Regions from separate parts of the Mus musculus genome. Here region 2 is linked to region 1. Evidence: chromatin contacts called from public promoter capture Hi-C data. All regions are on one chromosome and are shown on one strand. Each heading gives the region's core, a stretch centred on a gene start, on an enhancer-like site or on the middle of the called end of the contact. The rest is flanking DNA. Distances are from core to core; before and after follow the strand shown. Region 1 holds the start of Cnot10 (CCR4-NOT transcription complex, subunit 10). Region 2 overlaps Cmtm8 (CKLF-like MARVEL transmembrane domain containing 8).

What was found. Promoter capture Hi-C pulls out the DNA fragments that hold promoters and counts their contacts.
Region 2: a promoter capture Hi-C map of the HPC-7 cell line shows a contact between it and region 1, with 2.9 times the contacts expected there. The contact joins the enhancer-like site here to the promoter of Cnot10 in region 1. A contact is called at or near these places in 3 of 39 promoter capture datasets (the C10 cell line, the HPC-7 cell line and stem cell-derived epiblast-like cells), 22 of 484 Hi-C or Micro-C datasets (B cells, CD4 T cells, CD8 T cells and 11 more), 3 of 115 datasets of contacts at active chromatin or transcription factors (bone marrow-derived macrophages, embryonic stem cells and microglia) and 2 of 9 other capture datasets (adipose tissue and liver).

Annotation. Positions count from the first base shown.
Region 1 is chr9:114,636,656-114,644,474 of GRCm38.p6, forward strand. It overlaps Cnot10 (CCR4-NOT transcription complex, subunit 10), which reads right to left and starts at 3,545. Exons shown (of 20, transcript NM_153585.5): 1 at 3,264-3,545. The coding sequence starts at 3,285. Gm51659 (a long non-coding RNA gene) reads left to right here. Exons shown (of 3, transcript XR_003948085.1): 2 at 502-591; 3 at 735-1,354.
Region 2 is chr9:114,802,474-114,810,292 of GRCm38.p6, forward strand. The region is part of intron 1 of Cmtm8 (CKLF-like MARVEL transmembrane domain containing 8); the gene reads right to left. Among named protein-coding and RNA genes, the nearest start is that of Cmtm7, 24 kb to the left of the region's middle. Within about 2 kb of position 4,883, at least 11 of the 459 cell types and tissues checked have an H3K27ac peak or open chromatin away from gene starts, as enhancers often do. A contact at or near this core is called in the HPC-7 cell line, where this site is marked.

The sequences.
Region 1 (7,819 bases), core at 2,295-4,794:
CAACTCATGTGCATGTACCACACACTCACAACACACATGGACACAACCCCCAAGAGACAGAGACAGATGAGAGAGAGAGAGAGAGAGAGAGAGAGAGAGAAATAAACACACTGTTATATTCTATAGTTCTAATCCCTCAAACAAGAGGAGTTGGAAAAAATGGGAGTCCACGAGTTCCAGAGACTAAAGCAAGGCACTGTCTGTCCTCGGAGCAGCTGAGCACAGTGGCACATGGAGGCTGGGACACTGAATTGAAGGCCCACTTTGAATACTAATAAGCACATGGCAAGCCCCACCTCCATTCTGCTCTTTGGCTTCTTTCTCTGTTTGGTTTTGTTGAGGCAGGTCTCAGTCTATCTCCCAGAAAGGCCTGGAATTCAATTTCCCAGATTGACCTTGTGGGTCCTTCTCCTGACTCAACTCCCAGGTGCTGGGATGGCAGGCGTGTGTCACCACAGCCTGCTGACTTCTGTTTGATCACTGGATCTCTCTCACACACAGGCATTCCTGCCTCCTGTCATGTATCACAGGGCTTCACCAAAGGCTGAAATGCTGCCATTTGCTCTTGGACACTTAGCATCCATTAACAAGGTAAATTGGGCGTAATGACACATATCTGTGACCCCAGCACCTCGGGAGGCTGAGGCGGGAGGCTGAGGCGGGAAGATCCGAGCTTAGGATCCTGCTGATCAATTGCCAAGGAGACACACAAGGACTCTGTTCCTCCCTTTTAGATGCCCTTGAACAACCGGAAGAAGAAAGCAGGAGGAAGCAACACAGACAAATCCTCTCCCCGTGTGCTACTTTCAAAAACTGCTTCCAGAGGCTGTTTTTCCAGAGGGGGCCATGGTGAGGCCCCTTAAAAAAACTCCCACAGGAAGTGATTGCCACGGCTTCTCAGAGCCCATGGTGGATCAAGAGCAGGGATGGAATACACTGTGTCTCCCCTTCACTTCCTGGACCCTGGGCTGGCACTTTCCAAATAAGTTTAACATGTCTCTTCTGCCTCTTTCACCACTACCATAAGAAACACTGGCTGGTGCTGTTTACTTGCGTGTGCGTGTGTCAGAGACAACCTGGAGAAGGCAGTTTTCTCTGCATGAGTCCTGGGGATGGACTCAGGTGTCAGGCTTGAAAGAAAACACCTTTACCCACTGAGTAAAGTGCTGATAAAGTACTACTCGGGTGGTAGTGGTGCTGGCAGCTGGGTCAGCACACGCTTTGATGCCAGCCTTCTGAGGTAGAGGCAGAGGCAGAGGCAGGTGGATTTCCTGCTTTTGAGGCCAACCTGGTCTACAGAGGGAGTTCAAGGACAGACAGGGGCAACACAGAGAAATCTTGTCTCGAAAAAAAACCTAAAAAAAAAAAAAAGAAAAGAAAACAAAACAAAACAAAAAGAAAAGTGTAAGAGAGCAACTACGAGGACCCAACAGCCAGAACCATGCCACTTAACCCAGCAGAGGTCCAGAGTGCAGGTCCTCAGAGGCAGGCTGTCTTACACTCACTTCATCATCTGAAGGATGCCTGCACAGTGTCTTTGTGAAGGAAGGAAGCAAGCAGTGAAGGAACGCCACGTGACTGAGGTGCAACTCAAGCCGGGCAGTCCTGGATCTGGTGAGACGCTTCCCGGGAAATGATTCCAGAAGCAGCACTGTTTTGATTAACAAGGACAGTCCCGGTCCCGTCTAGACCCGGGCAGGCAATTGGCACCCTTCTTGCATCCCACACCAACAGGATCACCCCTTCACTTTATTCAGATCTGTGCTCAATACTATCCCAGCAGGAGCTGGATCAGCAGGGGCTCGGTGGGTAAAGATACTTGCGCCCTGATGATTGGATTTGATCCTTGAAAGCCAAGACATGCAAATCACCTTGGTGCTCAGTGATTAAAAGCACACACTGCTCTTCAGAGGGCCTGAGTTTGATTCCCAGCACCCACAACTACCTGTAACTCCAGCTCTGCGTGACCCAACTCCTCGGACAGCATCTTCAGGCATTTGTCCTCACGTGCATACACCCAAAGTTAAAAATAACTTTAAAAAAGGAATCACCTCACAATAGATTTTCTCTGATCACCTAGCTAAAATTCTATGGCAGTGGGTATAATGGCACACAACTTTAATTTAGCACTCAGGAGGCTTTATGTCTAGTGAGTTTGAGAATAGCCTGGTCTATATAGCGAGCTCCAGGACAGCCAAGGCTACATACATAGTGAGACCCTGCCTCAATCAATCAATCAATCAATCAACCAATCAATTCCGCCCCACTCTCTAAACATTACTTTCTTCAAAGAAATATAGCAGACTTTCCAGGTAATAAATGGGCTCTCATAATTCCCTAATGGGAAAAATTCCTGATGGAGTACCACAGAAAACCACAGAAATTAAGAACTTTATCTTGGGACTGGAGAGATAACTCAGCGGTTAAGAGCACTGACTACACTTCCGTAGGTCCTGAGTTCAAAATCCCAGCAACCACATGGTGGCTCACAACCATCCTTAATGAGATCTGATGCCCTCTTCTGGGGTGTCTGAAAAACAGCTACAGTGTACATACATATAATGAATAAATAAATAAATAACTTAAAAAAAAAAAGAACTTAATCTTGGGGCTGGAAAGGTGATGGCTCAGCGGTTAACAGCACTCGCTGCTCTTGCCGAGGACCAAGACTGGGTTCCCAGCACCCACAAGTGGTGGCCCACAACTGTGTAACTCCAGCTCCAGTAGACGCAATGTCCTCTTCTAGTCTCGGCAGGCACCTGCACTCACACACATAATTAAGACTTTTAAAAAGGAATCTCGAGGAGCTCGGGAAAAATCAGATGAGGAACAAGGTAAGTGAGAGCAGGCAGGAGACACAGTGAAACGTCACGCCTCTTTAGACAGTTTTCAGAATGACTCCACTGGACACGCTGACCAGAGGGAACTTTTTCAGTGGCTGAGCCTGGGGGGGCCTTACGGCAACCGTGCGTGCTCGGATAGACTTTCCCTTAAAGCGTCTGGACAGCGGCGTGACAAATTCAAGCTTCCTGCGCCAGAATTAACTTGGAGAGCAAGGCAAATGCAGTGCAATCAAGATGGGGTGCAGTAGAATCAAGATGTGTCACAGCAGAAAATCCACTGGACTCACAGTAGAGACAGCTGAGAAGAGTGAAGGGCACAAGTACCCAAGCGAAGTCAAGTGGCCCTCGGGTCCCCCACGCGGGCCCTGCCGTCCCCGCGCGCAGTGTGTCAGCCCCTGGGTCGCGGCGCGGGCGCCTCACCTGCAGGCTTGTCTGCAGCCATCTTCCCGCCTCGGCTCGAGTTCCTCCCTGTAGGTGGCGTGGCCCCGACTCCCGCCGCCGGGCTGGTGGTGAGTCCTACCGGCGGGGGACAACTCTTCAGCTCAAGCCCGCTCCAGTCGCCTCGGCTAAGGTCCTGGGCGGGCCACGGGCTGAGGAAGTGACGAAGTTACTGCTCGTCGTCTAGCAACAGCGCCAACACATCCGCCGGTGCAGGGCTGTTTTCCCCGCCATCCACAGCTTCCGTCCCGTAGCGGCCAAGGGAGACGCTACTTCCGGGGCGGGGCCAGCTGGGCGTGGGAATTAGGGCTGGCCTCGGCCCCGGAAGCGCGTCCTTCTGCAAACCCGGAAGTACACTAGTGTAGGTCCTGAGTGAAACACAGAAGGGGAAGGACTTTTTGTTCCGCATTTCAGCAAAATGGCAGGCACCACACCTGAGGTTTATGTGCTAAGCTCTGAGTCTCATAGGGGCTGTTTTTCCATAACAATGAGGATGAGAGAAGTGTTGTTAGAGGAGGCCACCTCCCCCAGAAAAAAGGCTTTTTTTTTTTTCAAAGTTTCAGAGCTGTTTTGTTATTTGTAGCCAAGTTGAAAAAGCCATTCAGACTGCATTATGCATGCGGTTTCTCTGATTGCGAGTCATGCAACCATTAACTTACTATGGTAGGTCGGTCTAAGACAAAAGCTTGATGCATCACGATTACTAAGCACAATGATTTAGATTCAAGTTCAAATCCTCTGCAAAAACAATACCCACTCTTCAACTACCCAGCTCCCAACTATCTCATCTCTAGCCCATATCGTGACAAATTTTTGTTTGTTTGTTTGTTTAATTTTTTGAGACAGAATCTCACTATGTATCCCTATCTGGCAGTCTTTGTGGCAAAGGCTTTAACCCTGAACTGGTTCTGGTTTTGCTCAATGACCATAGCCTTGGGTTCCAGAAGCACCTACTCCATTCTTCCTTTCCCTTCTAGAGAACAAACAGCATTTATAATAACAGAGGTTCATTTCACGGAGAGAAACAGACATTAAAAGCATTTGTGTTAGACTTTTTGCTTCTGTGATAAATACCCTAGAGGAGAATTTAAATGAGGAAGGATGGATTTTTTGCCTCGTGTATCAGAGTTTTCAGTCCCAGGTCACTTGGTTCCATTGTTTTTGGACCATTAGTGAAGCAGTGCATTGTGCCAGGGCACAAGTGACAGAGTAAAGTTGTTGCCTTCCTGGTGCTAGAAGCAGAGGAAGCTGGGAGAAGAAATAGTCTCCAAGGGCACATGCAACTGAGATACTTAGCCCCACTGGGCCGCACCTCCTTAATTTCCATTACTTCCTAATGATGCACCAAATTACGAATCTGCAAGTGGATGAATCCAAGGATAGCTCCAAACTGTTGGAATCCTATTATCACTCTCAAGGACTGGGGGCCGGGCCTCCTATATGCAGGCTTTTGAGGGAGAGGAACTTCATATATAAATGACAACAGCACTGAATTGTAAAGTGACCCAAATGGTGCTTTGATGGGAGCATAGTTAAGTATGTAAATAAATAAATCACATGGAGCTATTTATTTGGTTTACATTTTTCTATTTTCTGTGTAGCTTACCTTAGAGATCTGCCTGTTTCTGCCTCCCGAGTGTTGGATTAAAGGCTGCACCATCACACCAGGTACTCCTCATAAGACTTTGAAATTTTTATTTTTATTTTAAAAAATAAGCCAATTACCAGCAGAATAGATCAGAGGGTAAATGCCTGCCACTAAGCCTGATGACCTGAATTTGATTTGCAGAAGTTAAATGGTAGTAGGAAAGAAATGGCTTCCACAGGATTCAATAGATTTCAAAATCAGATTTCTATTCTAAGGCCAATCAGGGATATAAGCAAGATCAGACTCTGCCTGAAGAAAAAAGTCATGAAATATTTTATTAAAATATTTACAGTGGTTCCTGGTTTTAAAGCTAGTCCTTTGCTGGTGTAAATCTTGAGCAAAAAATTTAGAGGTCAGATGTACACATGCATAATATTCCAGCCTCAGCTGGTAGAGGCAGGAGAATTTTGAATTTGAGAGCAAACTAGACTGGAAACAAGATCTTATCTCAAGTTTAATTTAATTTTATTTATTTATTATTTTTTAAAGATTTATTTATTTATTATTTTTTAAAGATTTATTTATTTATTATATATTAAGTACGCTGTCGCTTTCTTCAGACACACCAGAAGAGGGCATCGGATCCCATTACAGATGGTTGTGAGCCACCATGTGGTTGCTGGGAATTGAACTGGGAAACTCTGAAAGAGCAGTCAGTGCTCTTACCCGCTGAGCCATCTCTCCAGTCCCAGTTATTGTTAATCTTACAGTTTAAAGACATTGCTATGGAAATCATTCTTGAGCATCTACAGAGCTAAGGGCCATTTGTTAAGATACAAACAATGGAGAGGATTTTAGCTGTATGACAACATCATCATTAAAATTTTATTGTAGGGATGGCAAGATGCCTCCGAGGGTAAGAGCACTGACTGCTCTTCCGAAGGTCCTGAGTTCAAATCCCAGCAACCACATGGTCGCTCAAAACCATCTGTAATGAGATCTGATGCCTCTTTCTGGTGTGTCTGAAGACAGCTACAGTGTACTTATATATAATAAATAAATAAAACTTTAAAAATAAATTTAAGGCTGGGTGTGGTGGTGCACGCCTTTAATCTCAGCACTCCGGAGGCAGAGGCAGGCGGATTTCTGAGTTCAAGGCCAGCCTGGTCTACAAAGTGAGTTCCAGGACAGCCAGGGCTACACAGAGAAACCCTGTCTCGAAAAACCAATAAACAAACAAACAAACAAACATAAATGTAAAAAAGAGAGTGAGAGAGGGAGGGAGGGAAGGAGGAAGAGAAAGGGAAGGGGAGGGAAGGGAAGGAAAGGGAAGGGAAGGGAAGGGAAGGGAAGGGAAGGGAAGGGAAGGGAATGAAAGGAAAAAGAAAAAAACATATAAGGCTTGGGGAAATGGCTTATTTACCATCAAGCCTGATGACCCGAGTTGAGTCCCTGGCATCCACATTGTAGAAGGAGAGGACTCATGAAAATTGTTCTCTAACCTTCACAAGTGCAATGTGACATGGGTACATGTGGCATGTACATGTACATGCAATGTGGCATGTACACATGTTCTCTCTCTCTCTCTCTCTTTCTCTCTCTCTCTCTCTCTCTCAAAATCTATATATAAACTAGCAGAATGTTTGGTGTTATGTGTCTTTAATCCCAGTATTTGGAAAGTAGTGGTCCAGAGGATCAATATGACTTCCAGAAAAGCCTAGGTGAAGAGTGACACCCTGTCTCGGAAGACCCAAGGCGTCACACGCTTCTCATGACAGTACTTGGAAGGAAGGCAGAGAAGCCGGAGGACCAGACATCTAAAGACAACCATGGCTACATAGCCAGCTCAGGGCCAGCTTGGTAAGATATGTGAAACCCTGTGACAAACAACAGCAATGAAAACAAAAAGTCAAACAAGGGGGGGGGTGTATAGAGCAGGGACTGGATAGATGGCTGAGTGGCCACTGGTGCCTGCTTCTCTTTCAGAGAACGTGAGTCCAGTTCTCAGTACCCAGGTCAAGTAACTAGCTTGTAACTAGTTCCAGCAGATCCCATTTCATTTTCTGGCCTCCATGGGCACCTCTACTCACTGACATTATCACTTGTGCACAAAGAAAGAGAGAGAAAAGACAATCAAACAGGCTGCCTCCACTTTCCAAGTTCCGGCGCTACAGGCGTGCACCACTCTACCTGGTATATGTGGTGTTGGGATCGAATCCAGGCCTTCACGCACGTTGGGCAAGCATCCCACCAATAAAGCTATATCATCAGCCACAGTGTATTTAGCCTTGTAACTCATCTCTTTCACATACTGTGCAGGGATGTCAGTGAAGGATTCTGGTTGAAGAAAAGGCAGATGCAAGTGCCTTTTAGATGAATTAAACATGATTTTCCTCATCTAGTTAGTCATCTTTCCGGAACACCCTCCCTCTTGCTTTTCCCCAGTTTCCTTTGGAGAGTCCCAGTTTATGAAATAGCTGTCCATTCTCCATAGTGACCTTCTTCAAGTCTCTTATGTCTCTATGACTTCTGAGACTCTGCAAGTTAAAGGATGAGGGTAAGCAAAGATGTTAAATGTCCCTGAACTGTTGGTGTGAGCTGTGACTTTTCCTGAACCTTTCATGCCAAGAAGAGAGTGTTTATGGCCTCTACCATAGAGACCATTCATTGGCAACTATATTGACAAATGTCAATGCCTGGCTCCCAGAGAGGAAAAGCCAGGCTGGATAAATTACACCATTGGGTAAATCATGCAGATTCCCCGCCTACCCAAAGGAGACAGAAAGGAATGTGCAGTCAGAAACAACAAGAACAAAACAGACAAACCAAATGGATCACCAGTATTCTTTGGAAGGCAGAGAGATGCAAAGCTTCAGAACTGATAAAAATCCAGTTATGGGTATGTGAGCTTTGTGATGGGGGAGCGGTACTAGACTAATGTATTGGCTAC
Region 2 (7,819 bases), core at 3,633-6,132, 170 kb after region 1:
GAGAGGGCTCACATCTGTCTGCTTGGAGGCTGTGCTGACTCCCTTTATGTCAACTTGACTGAAGCTGGTGGTGGGTGGGGCTGGTGGTCCTAGAGGCTATAAGAAAGCAGGCTAAGCAAGCTGTAAGGAGCAAGCCAAAAAGCAGCACCCCTCCATAACCTCTGCATCAGCTCCTGACTCTTCTCTGCTAGGAGTTCCTGTCTTGGCTTCCTTCAGTGGACTCAGGACATCAGCCAAAAAAAAAAAAAAAAAAAAGAAAAAGAAAAAGACAAAGACACCCCCCCCCTTTTTAAGCTCTACCCCACAGTTACCTGGCAACAGCCAGGTATGCCTGACTCACTATAAAAGGGGCTGCTTGCCCCCTCTGCTCTCCTGCTCTCTTGCCTTCTTGCTCTCCCCTCCATCTTCCCTCTCTCCACCTGCTCATGACTGGCCTCTCTGCCAGTCCCTCCCCCCATCTTTCTCTATCTCTACTACCCTCTCAACTCCCCTCCCCATGCCCTCAATAAACTCTATTCTATACTATACCTTTGTGTGGCTGGTCCCTCAGGGGGAAGGGATGCCTCAGCATGGGCCTCAGGAGGTACCCTCCTGACACCTGACTTCACATCCAAACACATCCCCTCTCTCCTTATCTTTTTATAAAGCACAACACTCCCTCCTCATCACTGGAAGAGTAACTGTAACGAAGACAGTGCCTTAAATGGTCACCCTGGCATTTCAGCTAGACGCTGACTCCTCCGCACTCCCTCGGTGACAAGAAGGAGTATGTCTGGGGTGGTACATTAGGGAAGAAGTTAAGTACTAATGTGGGGAAATAATTCAGTACCTACATAGGGAAAATCAAACCCATACATACATACATACATACACACATGCACACATATACACATGCATACATACATACATACACACATGCACACATACATACATGCATACATGCATACATACATGCATGCATGCATACATACATACATGCATGCATGCATGCATACATCATGAGGTCTTGTCTCCAAAAGAGAAAAAAAGAAAAGGAGAGAAAAAAAAAGTCAAGTTCAGAAATACATAGGGGAGAAGACAGTTCACAGGGATATAAAAAAATATGCTTCAAACCCCTTTTAACCCGGGCAGCCTCTGACTTCCGGCTCATGCCTGTTGTGAGACAATGCGCTCACCAGGAGGTCTGTGATGCGTTGGATGAAAAGCTCTGTAACCCAGTGCAGAAACCGCCTTGTTCATTTAGATACCTACTGTGTTTGCCTTGTTAACTTTTTTCCTTTTTTTTTAAAGTCCCCTCCTCTATTCTAGAAACAGGGGAGGTGGTTTTTGACTGAAGAACAGAGGATTGGGGTGGATTTCAAAGCCAGCCAATAACAATGCATCTATTATTCATCTTTGAAATTTCCAAGGCACTCTTTGGTCTGCTTCTCAATTTAAACCTGCCTATAATGACCCACCAGGGTGGTCACAGATCAGCGTCCCTGTGAATGTTGAGAGAAGACCCTGCTGCCAAATGAGCTAAGCACATAGACAGTTGTGCAATCCCCCGACGTGCCACTTTGGTGTACGGATTATTCTAAGTTTAAAGAACACCCCTGAAGAGTAGCCGACGCAAGAAAGAACGCCTCAACACTGTCTTTTCTTCCCGAAAACAGGATGGAGAAGCCCTTTATGGGAGATTCCCTCCCTGAGTTGCAAGGACAGTCACATTTTTATGGCCAGAGGAGGAGCGTTGAGGCCTAGAGTTTGCACAAGTGAAACTTGTTAAAAGATTTCTTCTCGGGATGGAGAGATAGCTTGGTGATTAAGAGCACTGGCTGCTCTTCCAGAGGTCCTGAGTTCAATTCCCAGCAACACATGATGGCTCACAACCATCTGTAATGGGATCTGATGCCCTCTTTTGGTGTGTCTGAAGACAAGGACAGTGTACTCACGTACATACAATAAATAACCTTTAAAAAGAGAGAGAGAGATTTCTTCTACTCATTAAATATTTCCATCCTCTAACTATTAAAAAAGATTTGCTTATTTATTTAGTGTGTATGTGTGTGTACATATGTCTCCAGGTGTGTGTATGCACATGTCTGTGGAGATCAGAAGACAGCTTATGGGAGTCGATTTTCTTCTATCTCATGGGAATGGGACTCAGGTTCTCGGAGTGGAAGGAGGAACCCAACCAACCCAGTTGTCCTCGGACCTTCGCTTGTGTGCCTCCACACCATAAATAAACAAAAAATAAGTGTAATTAAAATAAAAAAGCACACCTGTGATGGCCCAAGGTCCCATCAAGCCCCACCTCCTTACATTGCTTCCCACCCAAGCCACTGTGGGACCAAGCCTCCAGCATACAGGTAAAGGGACACACAAGCCACCTATAGCAGCACTGAAGCCAGTACATTCTTCCTCAGACAGGACCCACAGGACACAGGACAGACTGTGTCATGAGCTCTCCCCTGCCTCTGAGGGTTGACATTAGCTCATGCGCAAAGCAGTGTAGCAGGCAGCAGGTCAAGCTTCCCTTCATGTCAAGTGGGACTTGGTGACATGATAGGGACTCTCCACCAGGGAGGGAACACTGCTTCTTAGCAGAACATGCCTCTGGGCTCACCTCCTTCCCGAACACGAGGCTGTAAGGAGTCATTTCCACCAATGGACTCAACCCCCAAGTGTACCTGCAGTCATCATTTACATACGCAGTGTACGCATGCGCAACACATGCACTCTCTGTGTGTTGTGCGTCCGCATTTCCTCCCCACGCAGTCTTCCCGCCATGTGGGAAGGCTTCTCTATTCACACAAGCTGCCATGTGACCCTCTTCCAGGTCCTGAGGTTGTTTGAACAGTGCCTCTTGTTTCCCTGGGAACTATGCTGATCCAGCTGTTTCAGCAGCATGAAATAACCCCGACCCGAGTGTTATTTTTAATCTCCGCTTGTTGAGTCATGTCAATAGAAGGACCCGTCATGAGCTAATACCAGCACCGTTTGTGGAGAGCGAAGCAATCACCCACATGGGAAAAATCCAGGAAGGGAAAACCCTTGGCACTGAACCAAGAAGTACACCAACGCTTCACATGTCAAACAAGGGGTGGAGTGGGGCGGATGGTATCTGCCGCAGAACAGCTGTCATCCCAAATGAGGGACTGGAAGCAGATCGCAGCGTCAGGGATGGTCGCTCCCAAGTGCTTGGATTAAAGGCATGCGCCACCATGCCCGGCGTCAAATAAAGTCCTTTTAATAGTTTTTTTTTTTCTACCAAGTGTGGTGGGAGGCAGAGGCAAGTGGATTTCTGAGTTCAAGGCCAGCCTGGTCCACAGAGTGAGTTCCAGGACAGCCAGGGCTACACAGAGAAACCCTGTCTCGAAAAAAACAAAAATAAAAAACGATTTATTTATTTTATGTATATGAGTACATTACAGCTGTCTTCAGACACACCAGAAGAGGCTGTCAGATCCCATCACAGATGTTTGTGAGCCACTGTGTGCTTGCTGGGAATTGAACTCAGGACCTCTGGAAGAGCAGTCAGTGTTGTTAACCGCTGAGCCATCTCTCCAACTCTTTAGTAGTCTTTATGATCTCTCTGTGCTGTGTGATCTGAAGAATGGACTGTGTGGTAGATGGGTTTTTGTGTTTGAATGACTGAACTGATTGTGTATATAGCAAGTAAAAATAAAAGAATAAATATTGATACATAGATGGATGGACAGACAGGAAGGTAACATCACCAAATCAGGGGCTTACGAATATCCATCAGAAATGGACTGACCAAACACCTTTAAGACAGCCAGCTGGGGGCTGGAGAGATGGCTCAGCATTCCCATGTTGGCTCACAACCATCAATAACTCTGACACTTCTTTCTGACCTCGAGGACCCATGCACATACATGGTGCGTGGACATATACTAGATACAAACACATTAAGATAAAAATACTTTTTAAAAAGTCAACTGGGGTACCTGTTAGAAGCCTGGGCAGAGCAGAGGGTCTCTCCGGGGAGGGTTCAGGTAATAGAACAAAGAGCAGCAGAGAGCTGATGCCATCAATTCAGAGGCTTACAATATCCAGCAGAAACCCGCTGGGAGAGTTGAGGCTTGGGCTGGAGTTCTGGACTGAGCCTCCTCTCTGTAGCTGACCTTCCCTGGCTGACCTGAACAGCTTCTATTTCCTATCCTAGAATCAGGCACTTTGATGTCATGGGATAAACATAGTAACTTTGGTTGCAAATGGCTCCCCTTTCTCCCGTTCCCAAGTGTGTAATGATTTTACTCCCAGGCTGCTTTGCTGTTCTTCTTTCCCTGTTACAGAGTCGGGAGAAGGGCAACTCCAGACCTCGGCGGACACTTTAAAGACAAACATGCTTGAGTCTAAAACTGGGTGGTGGGGCAACAGCACTTCCCTGGGCCAGCTTTTCAGTAATTTCAAACAACACACGACAATGAACCAATACAATATAATAACAATATTTCATATTAACAGAACCATGCAATGTGTGACACGCATTAATACTGGCTCATCTGTGTGCACACCAAATGCAGAGGCCAGTTGGGGGTCTTCCTCCACCACTCTCCAACCTCTTCCTTTGAGTCAAGGTCTCTCTCTGAATCTAACCATTTAGCTTGGTTGCTGGAGAGCAAGCTTCCAGAATCTACCCCCACCTCTACCCCTTTTCCTGTCTCATAGGGTAGAGGCTTTTCTGGTGCGCCCTCCCCTATGAGCCCTACTAGGAATTGGCTCTCCAGGTTAATTTTTACTGGTCATAACCCTCCTGTGCTTTTTATGCTAAGCGTCCCGGTGTCCGCTGACAACCAACCAAGAGCTGTTTTGACAGCTCCGACAGGCCCCTTCACAGCAGCACTAGATGGCAAAAGAAGCTAATTCATTGCTTGCTTTTTTTTCTTCCCCTTTAAAACCTCATTAGCCTTTTAAATAGAACATGGAACTGGGAAGCTAGAGATAAAATCATTAGCTACAAATTCACGGGACTAAGTCACCTGACTCTCAGCTAACAGACTCGGGCTTTAGGGTTAGCAAGATGGAGGAGGTGGGGACATTTCAAAGTTCAAGGGGGAAAGCAGAGCGCCATCCTCTGAGGAAGTGGGAGGAACGAGGAGAAGGTTGGCTGAGTAGTGGGAGGTTGTCGGGCTTAGGGGCAGGTGGCTTTTCCTGCTGAGCCATCTCACCACGCTGGTAGGGAGACCCTTGCTAAGAACATGGAAAGCTTTCTCATTTCCTTCCAACTGCTTCGGAGCATTCCTGATCAGCCATTGTCTCTCTCCTGGTTTCTGTCAGTGATCCATCTTATCTCCAGCTACTGCAAACAGCCCTGCCAAACACCACCATGCCTGGCTATGTCCCCTCGTAAGTGACAAGTATTTTATGTTCCTGGTTGATGTGAGCAGTTACCTCGAAACTTAAAGTCTGGAGGAGATAGTTCCTCTGGTAAAGTGCTTATCATGCAAGACTGATGAACTCAGTTCGAATCCCCCAAGCTTGTGTCAAAGGTGGGAGGTCAAGGTCGTGTGGGAGGTCAAGACCAGGGTCTTCCGAAGCTCACAGGCCAGCTGGGTTGGTACACCGAGTGATGAGCATGACCTTGTAATGGATACAGACAGGCAAGGACTGACTTGAGGTTGTCCCCAGCACCCACAAGTGTCATGGAGTACACGTATGCACATGCACATGCATGCACGCACGATTTATTTTGGATTACCCGACACCACACATGACTGCTTTTATTTCTTTTAGACAGAATCTCACTATGTAGCCTCAGACTCTCAGCGATCCTCTTGCCTCGGCCTTCTGAGAAAGCATCCCGTTAAGTCTTCTCTGCTCCCATTCGGGTCTGGTTCCTGCAAGCCTATGACCACCTTCCAAGTTCTGAGAAAGCAGCTGTCACCTGTCTTTTGCAATTTCCCAGAGGATATCAGGTTATGTCAAGGAAAGCTGAGGTGCTTAAAATAGATCTCATTCTCACATGAACACATTTTAAAAAGTGAGACCTATGTGATGTGTGCATGTGTGCCAGCCCCCATGGTCGTGCATGACGTAGTATTCCACGCTTGTCTCACTTGCTAATGACGACCGTGAGCTCTGATTCTCTCCCCCTCCCTTCCTGGTGCTAGGATTACAGATGTGCACCTCCACATCTGGCTTGTACAAGGCTGGGTAATCGAATCTAGGACTTCACGCACGCGAAGCAAGCATTCTACCAGTGGGGCTATATCCTCGGTCCCATAAAAGCCACTGTTAACTTGCAGGCTGTATAAAAACATACATGTGGGCTTGTCTGCTATGCTCTCCATAGTGAGCCCGAGTAGCCTATGGACCAGTCCTGACTTAGCATGTGTACTCTCCAGCCTGGTTCTTCTGACTCATCACAGCATCTGACACCTGGTGGTACGGTTTGAGGCTCAGTCATTTACATTGCTCTGTGCCTGTTCATTGAATGCTGCTACTGTTAGCTTATCGGCTTGCTCATAGATAAGCCCCACTGTTTACATTTCTTTATCATAATCTTGATTGTTAAGAGTCAACAAGGTCTGGCTGGGTCTGGTAGTGCTGGCCTGCAACCCCGGTTACTCAGGAGGTTGAAATGGGGGAATCACACGTTTGGGGCTTATCTGGGCCGCAAAGTAAATTCAAGGTCAGCTTGAGTGAGTTAATGAGAAAGATTCTGTCTCAAATTAGAAAGTAAAACAAAGTGGCTGGAGAGATGGCTCAGTAGTTAAGAGCACTGGCTGCTCTTCTAGAGGACCCGGATTAGATTCCTAGCATCCACCCTGAGGTCCATAACCGTCTGTAACTCCATTTCAGGGGCTCCGATGCCCTCCTCTGACTTCTGAGAGCATCAGGCATGCATGTGGTGCACATACAGACACGTACACAAGCAAAACGTACAGATTTTTAAAAAGGGGGTAAACAGGAAAACAGTTGGTAGGACGCTTGCCTAGCATGCATGGAGCCCTGGCTCAATTCCCCAGCACATCCACAATGAGACGTAACCCAAAACGGAAGCCCAAAGACCCTTCCTTCAGGATTCACTTTCTGTCAGGATATTTTATCATAGCCAGATGTTTCATGGGGCAAAGCCACAGGACCCAGCTGATCACTTTGCCTCAGTCCCGCAATGTCTACCAGGTCTGACTTCTTTTGGGGGTCAGAAAGAGGACCAACATTTTCTTTTCTGAGTCTCATGTATCTCTAGCTGGTCTGAATCTCAATGTGTAGCCAAAGATGATCTTTAAATTTAGATCCTCCTGCCTCCACTTCCAAGGTGCTGGGATTGAATTACAGGGACACCCCCTACACACACACCTCTGCCCTGCTGGGGATCTAACCCACAGCTTTGTGTATACTACACAATCACTCTACCAAATGAGCTATAACCCAGTCCCCAAAATAACTTTTTAAGACGTAATTAATTAATTAATTAATTATATAGTGTTTTGCCTGCATGTGTACCTGCAGGCCAGAAGAGGGCACCAAATCTCACTATAGATGGTTATGAACCACCATGTGGTTGCTGGGAATTGAACTCAGGACCTCTGGAAGAACAGCTGGCACGCTTAACCTCTGAGCCATCTCTCCAACCCCTCCAAATTCTTTATTTGAAAGAATGGTTCAGTAGTTAAAAGTGGGTGTTGCTTAAGTAGAGGATCTGAGTTTGGTTCCCAGCACCTACTTTGGACTGTTTACAATGTCTCTAACATCAGTTTCAAGAGAGCCAACATTTTCTTTTGTTTGTTTGTTTTTTGTTTTTCGAGACAGGGTTTCTCTGTATAGCCCTGGCTGTCCTGGAACTCACTCTGTAGACCAGGTATGC